Regions from separate parts of the Macaca mulatta genome. Here region 2 is linked to region 1. Evidence: chromatin contacts called from public Hi-C data. All regions are on one chromosome and are shown on one strand. Each heading gives the region's core, a stretch centred on a gene start, on an enhancer-like site or on the middle of the called end of the contact. The rest is flanking DNA. Distances are from core to core; before and after follow the strand shown.

The links. Hi-C and Micro-C count contacts between places; a contact is called where the count stands out from the background.
Region 2: a Hi-C map of liver shows a contact between it and region 1, with 3 times the contacts expected there. The contact joins the promoter of KLF13 here to the promoter of LOC144329826 in region 1. A contact is called at or near these places in 3 of 14 Hi-C or Micro-C datasets (CD4 T cells, blood and liver).

The regions. Positions count from the first base shown.
Region 1 is chr7:7,806,007-7,810,525 of T2T-MMU8v2.0, forward strand. LOC144329826 reads left to right here and starts at 1,617. Exons shown (of 3, transcript XR_013395471.1): 1 at 1,617-3,954. All of the region lies in intron 1 of KLF13 (KLF transcription factor 13), which reads right to left.
Region 2 is chr7:7,846,763-7,850,903 of T2T-MMU8v2.0, forward strand. KLF13 (KLF transcription factor 13) reads right to left here and starts at 2,494. Exons shown (of 2, transcript XM_028850658.2): 1 at 1,402-2,494. The coding sequence starts at 1,978.

The DNA of each region.
Region 1 (4,519 bases), core at 367-2,866:
AGAGAGAGTCCATCTCCAAAAAAACACAAAAAAAACAACCCAGCAAAACAACAGCATTTAGAAATTGAAAACAGCATTATGTCCATATAAAACCTTCATATAAAAGCTGGAAATACACTCAAAGCAAATATATGAGAAAAAAACAACAAAAAACAGTTCTGGAAAAGATGTGTTCCGTCTCCTGGCACTGCTGAAGCAGGGGCCACGTGTGGGTGCCTTTGTTCTCTTTATTGATTTTACATTTTGGAGGAAAAGGTGTTGGGGGGATTCAAAATCAAGTAGCACCACGATTTCCCAAATACATGACAATTACAATCAAGTGAGAAAACAGAAAATACGGAGAAGAAATTACAAAAGAAATAACAACAGTCTCTGTCAAAGAGTACAAAAAAAAAAGAAGAAAAAGAAAAAGGAGACAGGAGACTAACATGAGACAGGCTGCACTGAGGTGGACCAGGTAAGTGAGTTAAGATCTCTGCTGTGAGAAGCTCTGCAATGTCAGAACACTGAGTAAAAACAGGAGCTCTCACAGCTTAATAGAGAGAGGAGGAAGAAACAAACACCAGGTCATCCACAAAGGAACAAGGCTGGGACAGACACCAGACTTTTCCTAAGTCACAGTGGATCCTGAAGACAAAGGAACAGGGTCTTCCAAGTTAATGTCTCACACACTCCAGCTAAAATGAGATAAGACCAAGGAGCTAGGGACATGACTGTATAGTAAAGGGCCACCTCATGACAAGAGCGAGGCAGAGACCTGGGAGGTCACTGGAGCACAGGACCGGGGCTCACGGGGGAAAATTCCAGGAGGAAAGTGAGTTTTGTGCACCACAGAGTACCATCAAAAGGCTGGATACACTTCAGGATACAGTAAAGACACATCACTCTTCTTTGTTTAAAAGAAAAAAGAGGCAATTAGAAACTCCAGGAAAAATAAAAGACATATAAAAAAACTGTGGTTCAAATTAGATGTAAACGAAAATGCCTCATGATTATGGGTCAAGAGCTCCGAGCCAAGCTCGGTTCTAGGGATTTTTCCTATGCTCTATTATTTATTCTTCACAACTCCATGAGGTGGTGGCAAGAAACGTAATCCCAGCACAAGCCCTGCTGATGGAAGCAAACTTCACACAGCTGTGGTCATACTAACCTTAGCACTAGTTGTCAGTGTTTAGAACCAATCCTATAAACAAAGGCCATACAACTGACTTGTGGGCCCAGAAGAGAACATGGATTTAAGGGAAAAGTCGGAATGCACACAGTGTGCAAAGAACATACCTAAATCAAACACAGAGATTTAAAATTACAAAGATAGTCAAAATAAGTAAAATAATACATCCATCAATTTAGGAAGAGTTGGAGGGGAGGGACAGGAGTGAGGTAAATCCTTAAATTTCATGGCAGGAGGGATAACAGAGAATATCTAAATTTGATAAATCAAGAAACAGCAATAAGATACAGTTCATTTATAGCAGTAACCATCAAGACAACTAAAATCAGAAAAGAAATGCTCTCTAAGGAGTGGCGCTAGACTGGTGAGAGGATTTTTTTTGTTGCAAGCTCCTCTGTGTTATGGGTATCTCTACCTATTTACCTATCTATCTAATCTGAGCCAGTCTTGCTCTGCCACTGCAACCTCCACCTCCCAGGTTCAAGTGATTCTTGTGCCTCAGCCTCCCGACTAGCTGGGATTACAGGCACCCACCCATGCCTGGCTAGTTTTTATATTTTTAGTAGAGACAGGGTTTCACCATGTTGGCTAGGCTGGTCTTGAACTCCTGACCTCAAGTGATCCGTCTTCCTCAGCCTCCCAAAGTGCTGGAATTATAGGTATGAGCCACACGCCCGCCTTGGGTCTTAAAAAAAAAATTCTATGTATTTGTTTCTTCCATAACAATAAGAAGAAATGTTTAAATATAGTTCCTTAAATATCTAGTCCAATATTTCCCAAAACATGTTCAAAGAAATGTTATCATTGTATAAAACTATTCATTGCTTCCAGAATAAAAAATTTTGTCAACCAAAGAGTGAAAATGTTGCACGGTAATTCCACTCTTGGAGATTCACGTCGCACACTAGTCATCAAAAGCTTGGGAAAGTGCAGCATTAAATGGTTTAGCATTAACCATGTCAGGTCTGACAGATGAGGTTCAGACCCTGTTCCCTAGCTGTGACACTATGGCCTCGAACAAGCTCCTTGCTGGCTGTAGTAGAGTGAATAATGGTCCCCAAAAAGATATAGCCAAGCCATAACCCCCAGAACCTGTGCATGTGATCTTATCGGGAAAAAGGGTCTTTGCAGATGTAATCAGGTAAGGATCTGGAGATGCGTTCCCAAGTGTGGAGGGTGGGGAAGAGGGGGAAGGGAGCAAGTGAGAAGGGGGAGAAAGGGGGCAGGGGAAGGAAGGGGAGGCATGGAGCAGATTCTCCCTCAGAGCCTCCGGAAGGAATTAACCCTGCCAATACCTTGGTTTCTGGAACTGTGAGACAGTGAGTTTCAGGTGCTTTTCAGCCACCCAGTTTGTGGTAATGTGTAACAGCAGCCACAGGAAGTGAGCACACTGCCCCATCCTCATAGGGTGGTCCATACAGTGATCCCGAGGGGCGGTGCATGACTGGCCTCAGCACAGTGCCTGGCACGTTCCAAAGGTCCACTCCTGAAATCTCAGCTGTTACTGTTGCTCTTAGTCATTAGCCCTGTCAAGTGAGTCTCCCCAGATTTGCGCCTGTTGGTGTGGGGGGAAGCCACACTCAGCCTTGCTTCCTAATAGCTCTTGTGAGGAGCCTTGCCCTTTAGCTCCTTCTGCCTGCAGGCCGGGGCAGCATGTGAGGTACACAGAGCTACAGATGGGCCACACGATGTTGGGGCCGCAGAGAAATGCAGCATCCAATGGATGGGGCGCTGGTGCCAGGCAGCCTGGAGTGGAGGAAGGCGGGTGTCTGGCGCAGCCACTCCACCAACACAGCTCTTGGCCTCCCTGTACGTCAGGAGCTTTATGCTTTGACAGGGGACATACTGGGTGCCTGGCCCAGAGACACGGTCCTGACCCAGGCAGATGCAGGCCCCACGGCTCCATTCTCTGCTCCTCCCTCAGCCCGCTGCAGAGAGGTGACAGTGGTGAACTGGCCCACAACAGGAGTTATGGCTCAGGCCAGCAAGGAGCAGCAGCACCAGGTCTGGCTGGGTCCCCTGGTAGTGACACTCAGGCAGCACCCAGGAGGCTGACAAGGAACAGCTCAGAGAAGGGAGAACAGGCTGGGGCGGGAACAGGGAGCAACATGCCCCAGGCCACTTTCACCCACACGGTCGCAAGGAGCCCCAGGAGCTTTCGTGCATGTGGGTGAGAGCCCCTGCTATTCATCATATTAGAAATTAGAAATTAAAATGGAAACGAAGTCTTCAATCCAAGCATGCATTCCAGTCACTGAAGAGGGACAGTGCTGTCACACATCTTGTAGCATCTGCAATAGCCTACTGTACTCTTTTGGGAGAATGAGGCAAACAGTGCTATTGTTATGAAAACAGTTTTGATCTCATGGCCCTGGTGAAGGGAAGACACCTGCGGGTGTCCAGCTTCACTCTAAAAACTGCTGTTCTGGGGACAGACTCCAGGGGGACTGTGTGCAGCCAAGTGAAGTGAGCACAGGGGGGCACCCAGTGAGGTGAGGGGCCAGCCAGGCCTGGCCCTTCAGGGAGTGCGCCCACCTCTCATTCTACGGCAAAGGGGGCCCATCGGACTAAACAAACCCAAGCACCCTCCTTGCTTGGCTCAAACCCTTCATCTGCCTCCAGCCGGGCATGTCATATGGAGACAGCAACAGCAGGACAGGGACTCAACAGGACAGGGCTCCCTCTAGCTCCAAAATGACAAGAGAATCGGTAGGAGATTCTAGACTCTTGCGGAGGAGCTCCTAGCCTTCCTGCCGGATCCCAGAGCCACTCCAGCTCCCCAGGTGGGAGGGCCCCAGGGGTTCTGGCTGTGTGTGCCTGCGCCTGTGCATGGGATGGGGGGCCTGAGACAAGGTGGGATTAGGCCTTGTGAGGAGACTGGGTGAGAGGAAGGGGGCTGGGGTGGAGCCTGGAGGGGCGCTAGGTGCCCTGGAGCCTGGAAGGGAGGCTGTAAGAGGGCTGGGGGAACTGTGGGGAGCTGGGGGAGGGGCTACGCCATGCTGGGGTTTGGGGGTCCTACGGGTGCCAGGTAGTGGGGGACTCTTCGGGTACCAGGCTGCATGGCCGGGGGGTGCAGGGTAGGGGACCGCATGGAGTTGCCGGAGAGTAGGGGGTGGGGATTGGAGTAAGGTTGGGCGGGGCAGCTGCTCAGGGCTGCGCGTTACATAAATGTTCCCTGGCGCCACAGCGAGGCCGCGAGCGGAGCAGCGCCGACTGAGAGCAATTGCCTCATCTTATCAGGGAACACAGCGTCCCACATGCTGCTCTTGCCCAAGCCGCAGGCCCAGGCGGGGACAGCGTGTTCCCTCAGAGAGCCAGTCGGGAGGGCAGCGCAGGGGCTTTCTCTCC
Region 2 (4,141 bases), core at 1,244-3,743, 42 kb after region 1:
CTTAACTGACCCCGAATGCCTAGAAATGGCCCTGCTCTCTCTCTCTAGCCCATCACTTGCCACGCGGTTTGGGGCGGCCACAACAGCCTCCGGAGTGAAAGTTAGTCCGAAATTCGAATGCCTCACCTGCAGACCTCGGGCCCTTTCAGTTCCAAATGTACCGGAAAAAAGGGGGCCTTCAGCTCTACGGCCTCCAAGGCTGCAGGTTCTTTTAATGCCTTTTAATCACTACGTGAACTATTTTACAAATGAGACACTACCACCCTTGGTCACAAGGCAACAATATTCAGTACATGGGTTTTGAGCCTGCCCCCCGAAGAGGTGAGTGTCACAGAAGAACTCACGTGAGCTCAGGGGAAGCATATAAATTTTCACACAAAAATGAGGGAGGATTGCCGTCCATTAACACGTTTTCATCTTTGTGTTAAAAACGAAACAAAAAGCGGGGGAGGGAACCGCCACAGATGAATCAACTACAAAGTATCGGGCCGCGCGTGGGAACTGCTGCCGCTGGGCTGGCGGGGGCGGGCGGTGATCCCCAGGCTGGAGGCTCAGCGCCCGCCCTGGCGCAGGTGCCGCCCGCCGCGCACCGGCCCAGGGCAGGTGAGAGGTGGGCAGGCGAGAGGTCAGCACGGAGGACAGGCAGCAGCCAGGGCATTCGTTTCCGGAGAGAGCTGCGAGGCCGAAGAGCCCTAGGGCCGGGCGCGCCCCCGCCGGCCGACTGGGCGGGGGTTCCCACAAAGAGCCGCAGGCGGGGAGCGGGAGCCGGGACCGCCCCCCGCATCGCCCAGCGCCGCCGCTGACTCTGGTTACGACAAATTAAACCTTAGAGCGCTGGAAAAATTACAGGAAGAAGAGAGCGGAGAATATGCCGAGTGGCGAAGGAAGCCTTGTCCCTACGTGAACTTCGCCCGCCGCGCGCCAGGGCCGGCCCCTCCCCTCCTGAGCGCGCGCCCGGGCGGCGGGGGAGGAGACTAGGAGGGACCCCGGAGAGCGTCCCCTGCCCCCGCTACCGGGCGCCCCACCGTCACGAGTGCCGCCTGCGGTCCACACCCAGGCTGTCCGCACCTGCCCACACCGCCCCCCGGCCGGGCGGGGTCCCCGCCCCCGACCCAGATGACTACATCCGCCCCCGCGGCCCCACCCGAGCGCGCCCGGGGAGGGGGCGTGCCCGGCGGGGGCGCGGTCGCCTGGCGGGCGCCGGCTCCAAGAGCCAGGACCCGCCTCGCACGGCGCGCGGGGCCAGCAGCGGGTTGGAGCGGCGGGGGAAGGGGCGAAGCCCCGGGCGTCCCGGCCCGCCCGGCCCCTACCTCGCGCCCCGCCGGCGGCTCCGGGGGCGTGGTCGGGCAGCTCGCACTGACCCCGACCGAGCAATCCGGGCGCCCGCGCCGCCCCACTGACCTGTGTGAGTTCTCAGGTGCGCCTTGAGGTGCGAGGATTTCCCGTAAACTTTCTCGCAGCCCGCGTAGTGGCACTTGTGCTTCCTCTGCGGGGACTCGAGGTCGGCGCGACTTCGGCCCCGCCGGCCCCTTTGTCTGAGGCCGGGCTCGCCGCTCCCCGCGGGTCCCGGCTCCCGCTCGGGTTCCAGCCCCGCCTCGGGCTCCGGCTCGCTCCACGCCGGGCTGGGGGGCGCGGCCGCCGCGCCTTCGCCGCCGGGGGAGGCGGGCTCGGGGGCGGGCGGCGGCAGGCGGCAGGGGGTCCTCGCCTTCCGGGCCGCGGCGCCCTCCCTGCGCTCCGCCGGGACGGGCGCCGGTGCTTGCTGGTTGAGGTCCGCTAGGATCCGCGCCACCACGAAGAGCGAGGCGCTGTCCTTACCGTCGCGGCGCTCCTCGACGCGGGGCAGCGTGGGGGTGGCGGCCGCGGCCGCGCCCTCGGGCCGGGACTCCGGCCCCTCACGCGGCCCGTGCACGACCGCGCGGCTCGACATGGACACGAGGCACTCGGCGGCGAAGTGGTCCACATAGGCGGCGGCTGCCATGCTGCGGGCTGGGGCCGGCGGCGGTGCTCTTGCTGCGAGGCGTCAGCCGCGCATCCGCACCCACGGCCTCGGGAGAGCGGGCGGGGGGCGGGGGCGCGGCGCGCCCTCTCCTCGGGCTGGGCTGGGCTGGGCGCGCAGCCGCCTCTGCCGTCACCCGCGCGGCTCCGCGTCTGCGAGGCGCCGGCCCGGCCGGGCACCGAAGAGCGAGCGCATGGGGGGCGCGGACGACTGGGGTCCCCGCGCGGCGTCAGGGGCGGCCGCTTCTAAGGATGCCGAGCGGCGACGTTAGGGACCACCACGCCAAGTCGCGGCCGCAGTTTCGCCGCGCATTGTGGCAGGCGGGACAGCTGCCGAGCGCGCCGCGGCTCGGTGTGGGCGGCCCGGCCCCGGGGGTGGGCGGGGCCGGGGCCACATCTGGACCCGACGTCAGCCCCCAGCCACATCCTGGCGGCGCAGGTTACAGGCGGCGGCGGCCGCGGGGAGCTGCGCGCGCGGAGGGGGCGGGGAGCCCAGAGCGCGCACCGGAGGAACGGAGGGGTCGCGTGCCCGCGCCTGGGGAAGGGGGCGTGGCCGATTGCCAGGACGGACGCCATTCGTCCGTGAGTGCACGGCCAGGCCAATCCGGGCCGTTAGAGGGGCGTGCCCGGTCCCGGGGCCTGCGCGCGCCAGTGGGCGTGTCCCCTGGGCCGGTAGGAGGAGGGGCGGAAACTGGAGCGGGGCGCGCTGACGCATGACGTCCGGGGGTGGTGGGCCTGGTAGTCGCGGCGCGGAGCTGCTGCCCGTACCCCCCGCAGTGGGGACACAGCGGGCACTTCCCTGCCGGAGCTTTTGTGTGGTGGCCAGCCTTCGCCCCCGGCGTGGAGCGGAGTGCTTTCTGGAGGGCGCCATTTGTTCCTCCCGCGATGGGCGCCGGCCGGGAGGCGTGTCTGCTCGGCCGGGCGCGGGGCTGCCTGGGGGCGGAAAGCACTCGCGCCGCGCCCTCAGCCGCCAGTTTGCCGGGTGGCCGCGCCTAGAGCCTCAGGCCGCTCGCCCGCTCCACGCCCTTGCCCTGCAGAGCTCCGGGAGTCCGGGCGGGGCAGTTCCTGCGGGAGGGACAGACTCCTCGGGCTCGTTCCTGGCGGCCGGGGTCCGGTGTGCGGCCGCGCTACCCTTGAGCTCGGGTCAGCCCGAACAGGTCTGGCCTCGGCTGGCGGTGAGCCTGGCAGCCCGGGTGGCGCGCCCACCGCGGCCTGTGCCTCCAGAAGCGAACTACGTGCCAGGGCGGCCGGCGCCGCTGCTGAGGGAACGCGGGGCCCCTTCCTCCCCCTCCCGCCTCAGGCCCGCTGCCAACTCTTCTAGGCTGCCCCTCTCCCACCGCGGTCGGGGGGGCTTCAAAAGCCACCAACTGCGAGGACCCCGCCCACCGCGCCCCACCCGCCCGCTGTCTGGGCCTCCCGGAGGAAATGCTCGGCTGCGTCCTGCCCGCGCCTCCCGGCCCGGGCCTGGCCAACTTGCCCTTGACTCTCACCGGTAACCCCTACTCCAGCCCGCGGCCCCAGCCATTCTCCAGGCCTGGGCTGACCTCGGAGACGCCGGTGAATAACTTCCCACCGCCTCGGAACCGGGCTCAGCAAACCGCCTACTGCCTCTCCCCGGTGCATTGTGCTTAATGGACATTGGAAGGAGTCCGCCACCCTCGCTGTGTTCTGAGAGGAGCCTGGAGAATGAAGGAGCCCGGGCACTCACCCTCAGTGGACCCCAGCAGTGGGAGGGGGGTGTCATTCTTCTCTCAGAATTAAGGTTAATAGCGGAGTTCAGGTTCTCACCAAATTGATTTGGGGTTGGGGCCCAGTAAGACCGCTTTTCAGGTAACCGACGGGGGACCGAAACAGCCATTCCGGGTTGCGTGTTATGGTGAACAGCAAATTGCATGGATGTTTGAGCACCCTCAGTATGTGTAACTAAAACCCAAAAATGCCGTCTCGCTGATTGAGTTGCTCCCCTCTGGGCTGACTATAAAGGTGCTGGGCTGGGTCTGGTCCCTCTAGGAGGGTCTGTGCTTGGCAGAAAGTAATCATGTTTCTTCTAGGCAGATTGTGTTGATGACATTTAAGAGACGTGTGTCCTGACCAACTAATGATTCGGAATGTTCCTCCATTCCCACCACATGTCACAGTCAGTCAC